2 separate regions of the Mus musculus genome follow, and region 1 is linked to region 2. The links are chromatin contacts, called in public HiChIP or PLAC-seq maps. All regions are on one chromosome and are shown on one strand. The core of a region is the stretch at or near the end of the contact, and the rest is flanking DNA. Distances in the headings are between cores, read along the strand shown.

Region 1 (3,309 bases), core at 453-2,952, 190 kb after region 2:
CCTGGAGCTGGGAGGAGAGACTAGGCAAACTTGCCTTTCTCCACCCACTCACTCTCATCCCTAAAGTAGAATAAAATAAGCTGGGAGGCCGGGTAAGGCCTGTTAACCCAGAAGCCTGCCTCCAATTAATGTGATATTGCTCCTTTAAAACCCTGTACGAGAACGGCCCGGCTGCTGCTGATCCCAAGGCTGCGGCACGGTAATTGTCACTTAGCCACTTAACTCCCCGCAGCCCGGCTCACACGCTCCTTGAGGTTTATCTCTCAGCCAATTACTGCTGTCATTTGCGTTTCAATGTGTGGAATCAGAGGCCAGGCCCAGGAATACAGCACAAGAGAAACCCCCTTGGGGGACAGGAGCCTACTAAGACCTAGTGGCTGATGGGGTGAGACACAAACAACCCACCAGGGTGGGAGTGGCCGAGGGGCTTCCTCGAAGGGGAGGCCCACTCCGGCTGGGCTGTGGTCCTTTTCGGGCCTCTTCACTGGGGCAACCGAGAAGACGAAACATCTCGCTTAAAACATCGCGTCGGTTCCAAATAATGATGGCGATAATTAAAAAGCAACAGAAATTTAGCTGTGGAGCGATTGTGGACAGGAGGCAAGGTAATGTACAGAAGCCGGTCACAATGAACGATTACTAAGTCAGGACAAGCAAGAGAGACAGAAGCCAAAGCAGAGAACCCTCATTTTAGGCCACACTGCTCTTTCAAGCAACGAGGGGGGGGGGGTGGAGTCAGGTAGTGGCGGGATGGGGGTTGGGGGAGGGGCACTTAACCCTTTGCTAGTTCCGCCCTAAAATCCCTGGGAACTTGGGAGCCTCCTCAGCTAGCCCTGAGTGGGCACACCAGAGCTTGCTTTTGTGGTCTCTTGGATTTTAGGTCGGTAGCAAGTCTCTGCCTTTTAAAAGAAGACATGTAGGCTTGGCACAGTGCCACCTCGATCCCCTCACTAGGCTGACTGAGGCTGGAGGATCCTGAGTTACAGGCCAGTCTGGGATACATAAGAAGGAGGTCTCAAAGCGTGCCCTGTCCTCCCCCCAAAACATTCCTTAAAGGCACAGCCAGGTATGAGATGAACCAGAAAAGAAAACAACAACAACAACCACCATTTATGAATCCTCCTGTGGAGAGTCAGGTTTGGCAAAGATGCCCTCCCTTGAAGGGTGAATGGAAGTGGATCTCAGCCTCTTAGGGTTTGGTTTTCTCTGCCTCCCACACAAAGGCAACATTTCCTGCACTGTATTATAGTTTTTATTCCTAAAGTTTTAAGCCATTCCTGTCTACCCAGGCAACTTTATAGCTGAAGTGAATTAACTTAGCTGGGGGTGGGGGGGGGGTCTTCATTTGGAAGTGGATCTACCTGAGGAATACACACATACACACACACACACACACACACACACACCCTGACCACACAAGGTAGAGAAAGAAAAGAAGCAGAGAAGAAAGCTGTGGGAAGGCAGCTCCCGCAGGACACCGTAGGACTACTGTGACGACGGACCAGCCGGAGGGGTAGGGAGCCAACTTCAGTCTGTGAGCCAGGAGGCTATAAGAAGCACGCTCCCTCTGACATTCCATCCTCCACAACTCCAGCAACCACAGGAGGAGGGCCTAAGCCGGAAGAGACCTGTTCTAGCTGGATCTATCTCCGCCTGTCTCTAGGTTGAAAATAAAACTCTGAACTTCTCTGCCAATGAGCTCTGCCAGGCCCGATGACGTCCCGGCACGTCAGTTCTATTTGCAGGCAAGGTCCCTGTGCACCAGGTGAGGAGGAGTCTGGGCAGAGGACTCTGGGATGGTGGGCCTGACTTCCCACTGTGCACAGCCGAGATCTGAAAAGAGCTGCCGGGGTGCTAGTAATTGCACACGTCAGCGAGAGCTGTGCAAAGGAGAGTGGGCTCAGAGAGAGCTAATTGCTATCCTCGGGCTATGTGCTCCTTGTTGAATACCAGAGCGGGAAATCTGATCTGTGCAAAGCAAAGGAAAATCACCAGTAAAATAAAACAAGGAGGCAGCCTGCCCACGCTGGCCACAGACTCCCATTTGTCCTTCCCTCATCTACCGTCATCCTTATTATTAAGAAAATCTATAAATCTGGAACTCTTAGATTTCTTTCTCTTTTCTGTCACTGGGGACAACTGAGCACAGAGACTGGCTCCTCAGATAATGGTGGCCCCAAATGAAGCTCCTAAGGATCCCGAGAGTCTAACTTTCTCCTCCTTTTCATGTCTGTTTGCAAGGATTTATAATCATCGTCATCACCATCATTATCGTCTAAGCAGAACCACCATTTGAACCTCTCCTTCCTTGCTTTCTCCCACTTCCTCGGTCAGTGTCTTAGCTCATTAATTCCTGGCTCTCTGGATCCTGAAGTGTGCGATAAGCTGCTCTTTTTCTTTTGTCTCAAGGCCAAAAAGACTTTCTGGAGAGGCAAGCTCCACAAGTCCGGCCCTCCCGGCCGTGAGTGACAGCTTAGAGGAGCTTTGGCAGCCTGCCACCGATAGCCAAGAACACAGAGCCGTCCAATCAGCAGCATGAATCCCTTCCTACTGCGACACGGGGGCAGCCTTTCTTCAGCTTGGCTGCTGACACCCAAGGATCTCAGAGTTGCCTCCGCCTGTGATCCTGCCTCTTCCTCAAAGGACCTCACAGTGTACGGACCTTGGGTTCATCCTTCTGCGGTGGTTCCGTCAGATTCAGTTTAATCATGGGAAGAGCTTTAGCTCCTCCCACTTCACACTCCACGCATTTCCTGCTCCCCCTGTCTTGACAGAGCAAAAATCAATGACTCTGCCACTGTGGGTTATCCAGGGTGATAGCAAGAGCCTGTCTTGGATCTCAGTGCCTCCCCACAGACCTGCACACCCCAAACTGGAAACCATGAGTTCTTTCTAAAGAGACCTTTCTAAAGAGACTGATGGTCCACCAATCCTTCAGGCTGGGCTCCTATTCCCTCCTCATCTCCCATCTCTAAAAGCAAAAGCTTTTTGCATTTTATTTCACTCACATTTCTCAAATCCAGCTCCCAGCACCCTGAGATGAGGGCACAGCCCCTTAGCTCAGCCCCGAGCCCTCCTCTGTGTCTCTTGCCCAACACCAGGAGAGAGCTAACACTAATGCCCCACTTGTTCCAAGGCCTTCCGCGTGGCATCTGAAAGCTGTTCCCTTCCAGTATCGCCAAGCTTAGTCCTGCCTGCATCAATCTCCTGCTGCACTAGGGATCTCCCATGCCCTGCTCAGTCTCCGTTATTCCTCGTACCACTTCACCCAGCTAAACCCACGGCTTTGCTCAAGAGCTCCCCAACTGC
Region 2 (3,475 bases), core at 452-2,951:
ATTTTATTGTAATAACTTACAAATTGGGAAAGGAAAGGAAAGGAAAGGGAAGGAAAGGAAAAGGAAAGGAAAGGAAAGGAAAGGAAAGGAAAGGAAAGGAAAGGAAAGGAAGAGACCATGCAGAGAGATTACCATGGCCTTTTCCAAGACTCAAGGTCTATAGCGCTCAGTGAACTATGCAGAGTAGCCATCCTGAAGCTGTGCCACTTGGCTTTGGGTTTTTGCTCTCACCGAGTGACACTGCTGTACGCTTCACGGCAGGAAACAGAGAAGTTAGAAGTGTCAAAACCAGGAAGCAGGTAGTGTTGCATCCTTTCAGGACTCATGGCTTAGCTCGATTTACATCCCTTCTCATCAACAAACAATAGCGGTTCCGTTCTTTCCTCATTTATGCCATACCCACATAGACTTTTGTTTACAGATATACATGTGCACATTACAGACTAGATTCCCGTGTGAAGAAAAACATGCAATTCTTTTCTGAGAGTGGGTAACCGCCCTTAATATGATACTTTCTAAATCCATTTCTTTCTGCTAATTCTGTGGTTTCCCTTTTCTTTAGAGCTGAATACTGTTCCATTTTACGGATGCAGCAGGCTCTCACTATCCCTGTATCTGTTGATGGCTGACTGGGTTGGTTCCATTTTCTTGCCATAGTGATCAGAGCAGTGAAACTGTCCTATGAATGTGGATCGAACACATGCCTGAAATACTGATAATAAAGATTAATGTTGAACATGGCGTAAAACGTCCGCGTGTGTCTTGGTTTACGTTATTTTTGGCTCCATCTGCTGCTTGGTGTGTTTCCACCATCTCCCATGATGCCACAGTTGGTTTTCTCTTTTTCACTGTTGTAAATGGTGGGATTCTCCCCTGGTTTCCCCTTAACTTTCCCCAATTTCTGCTCATTTATGCAATTTCCTCTACTACAAGGGCCGCAGCCATCTTCCCGAGGTTGATGGTCACAAACTGTGTAGCCAGCAATATATCTGCTTAGCCCCACCAACTCCAGCTTACTTAGATAGTTCAGGAACATCTAAATCTTAATTCCATCCTCACCTGTTCCCCATCTCAGTATCTGCCCAGCTATCCAGGTCAGAAGTGTGAGCATCGTACAGAGAGATACGCTCATCTCGTGCTCACTCACACCGTCACTGACCCTGACCGGGGTCTTCTCTGGGTGACCCACCCACTCTTCCTTCCCTCATCTGTTCTTCTACCCATAGTTTAACTCTCATATCTATCCAGTAGGCTGCCACCTTCTTCAAAAGACACATTGCTGTGTGTTTGCTGTTTATAAGCCCAAGCAATCAGTCTACAATCTCAACTGCCATCTTTGGGTCTTCCTGTCATGTCCTTCCACATCCTTCCCACGCTCATCCAGAGTGTGTCTTCCATCAATTCTCCTTAAAGTCATTCATTCATGTATATATGTATGTACACACACACACACACACACACACACACACACACAGAGAGAGAGAGAGAGAGAGAGAGAGAGAGAGAGAGAGAGAGAGAGAGAATGAGAATATGAAGTTGGGAACAATCCCATGAGGCCTTGCTCATGCTAGGCCAGCACTGCCCACCAGGCTGCAACCCACACTTCCTCTACCTCTTTAAGTTCTCTGTGTCAGGCTTCCTTCTGCCTCTAGGCAAAGTATTTTTCTTTGCTTGGAAAAAAAACCAAACCCTCCTCTCCTTCCCTAGTTAATACTTCCTCTTTCCGCCCCCTTCCCTGGTTAACACGCCCTCTCTCCCTCCCTTTCCTGGTCAATGGTTGCTCACAGTACATATCAGATTTCAGACTCCTCATACTGTAGGAAGCTGGGTACCCCTCCCTTCCCCACCCCAGCCCACCCACACTCAATTGGATTATTTAGAATAAGGTTTTTCAAGCTGTCTATATACCCACATTGTAGACATTGTCAGACTTTGTGCTGAGAACTTAGGGACTGTGGCTGCCTTGTTTCCTGGGTGTCTGCAGTGGTCAGGATCTTAGCAACAGTTAATAAGAAGCTGCAAAAGGAGTCTAATTCAGAAATGCTACAAGTGAGTTTGAAAGAAATCAGGTTGGTGGCCAGAAGGAATTTCCTAACGAGAGTCTTCATTCCTGCTAACTCATGGGACGTTCTCTTGCACCAAGGAGTGTTTTACGGACTCAAGTTCTTGCTAACTCTATGAGTTTATTCCTTTTATACCCAGTTCATCTCTTTGACACTGTTCTTCTAGACAGGTGGCTGTGGTCCATGGGTTTCCACAGAGGAGGAGCTGGGGAGATGCATGCCAAATGGACCAAGGCTTTGCCTTGGTTAGGCTCCCACTCAGCTGCAGGAGAACAGGAGACAGTAGAGGGCCTAAGTGGTACAGGGTGGAGTCTGGAAAAGTTCTTCCATCTGGGTACCTCATGCCCTTGACAGAGATGACCTTAGGGGTGAGATGTGTTGGACTCCCTCTGAACTGCACTTGGTAGAGTTGGCAAGGCTCTAGAGGAGCCCCTCGGATTGTAACACGGAGCTAAAGGTGATGTGAGTGTTAAGGAATATGTGCTCTCTTGGAAGCAGAGAATTAGGTTGATTTTTGTTTTTTGTTTTGTTTTGTTTTGACACAGGGTTTCTCTATATAGCGCTGACTATCCTGGAACTCACTCTGTAGACCAGGCTAGCCTCAAACTCAGAAATCTGCCTGCCTCTGCCTCCCAAGTGCTGGGATTAAAGGCGTGCGCCACCACTGTCCGGCTGAGAATTAGGTTCTTAAAAGTATAAACAGAGTCGAAGGTTTCCTTTAGCCAAACTCCTATCTAATCATTTCCTTAAACCTTCCAGTTTCAATTACATACTAGCGCCAGTCTTGTCCACCCAGTCGAAGCTCTTGAACAGCTGAGAGCAGGGATCTAACTGGGACACACCTAGTCATGGTTTGAATATGCTTGGCCCAGGGAGTGGCACTATTTGGAGGTGTGGCCTTGTTGGAGTAGGTGTGTCACTGTTCACATGGGCTTTAAGACCTTCACCCTGGATGCCTGGAAGCCAGTGTTCTGCTAGCAGCCTCCAGATGAAGATGTAGAACTCTAAGCTCCTCCTGCACCACGCCTGCCTGGATGCTGTCATGTCGCCCCCCCCCGCCCCCCGCCTTGATGATAATGGACTCAACCTCTGAACATGTAAGCCAGCCCCAATGAAATGTTGTCCTTATAAGAGTTTCCTTGGTCGCGGTGTCTGTTTACAGCAGTAAAACCCCAAGACACACCAGAACTCACTTCAAAGGAGAAAAACAAAAATAAAAACCAACCACATCAACCCATCACGTTAGGGGGAACACTGCTAGAGAGTGACGTCATTTATGGAACAAATCAGGAAACCGAGATTCTGATCTTTGGCATGACAGTTGTTTGAATGTATGTGGTTCCAAACATGTGGGGAATTCAAGTATCAGTGCTTAGTGACCTAACAGAAACGAGGTCAGGCACCTTCTGAAG

Evidence for each region. HiChIP or PLAC-seq counts read pairs in DNA pulled down with a chosen protein or histone mark.
Region 1: a contact with region 2 is called in an H3K27ac HiChIP or PLAC-seq map of microglia, with 5 times the contacts expected there. The contact joins two enhancer-like sites. A contact is called at or near these places in 4 of 115 datasets of contacts at active chromatin or transcription factors (bone marrow-derived macrophages, embryonic forebrain, epiblast stem cells and 1 more).

The regions. Positions count from the first base shown.
Region 1 is chr3:52,044,564-52,047,872 of GRCm38.p6, forward strand. The region is part of intron 1 of Maml3 (mastermind like transcriptional coactivator 3); the gene reads right to left. Among named protein-coding and RNA genes, the nearest start is that of Maml3, 59 kb to the right of the region's middle. Within about 2 kb of position 1,703, at least 377 of the 459 cell types and tissues checked have an H3K27ac peak or open chromatin away from gene starts, as enhancers often do. A contact at or near this core is called in bone marrow-derived macrophages and microglia, where this site is marked.
Region 2 is chr3:51,857,715-51,861,189 of GRCm38.p6, forward strand. The region is part of intron 1 of Maml3 (mastermind like transcriptional coactivator 3); the gene reads right to left. Among named protein-coding and RNA genes, the nearest start is that of Gm46803, 150 kb to the left of the region's middle. Within about 2 kb of position 1,702, at least 25 of the 459 cell types and tissues checked have an H3K27ac peak or open chromatin away from gene starts, as enhancers often do. A contact at or near this core is called in bone marrow-derived macrophages and microglia, where this site is marked.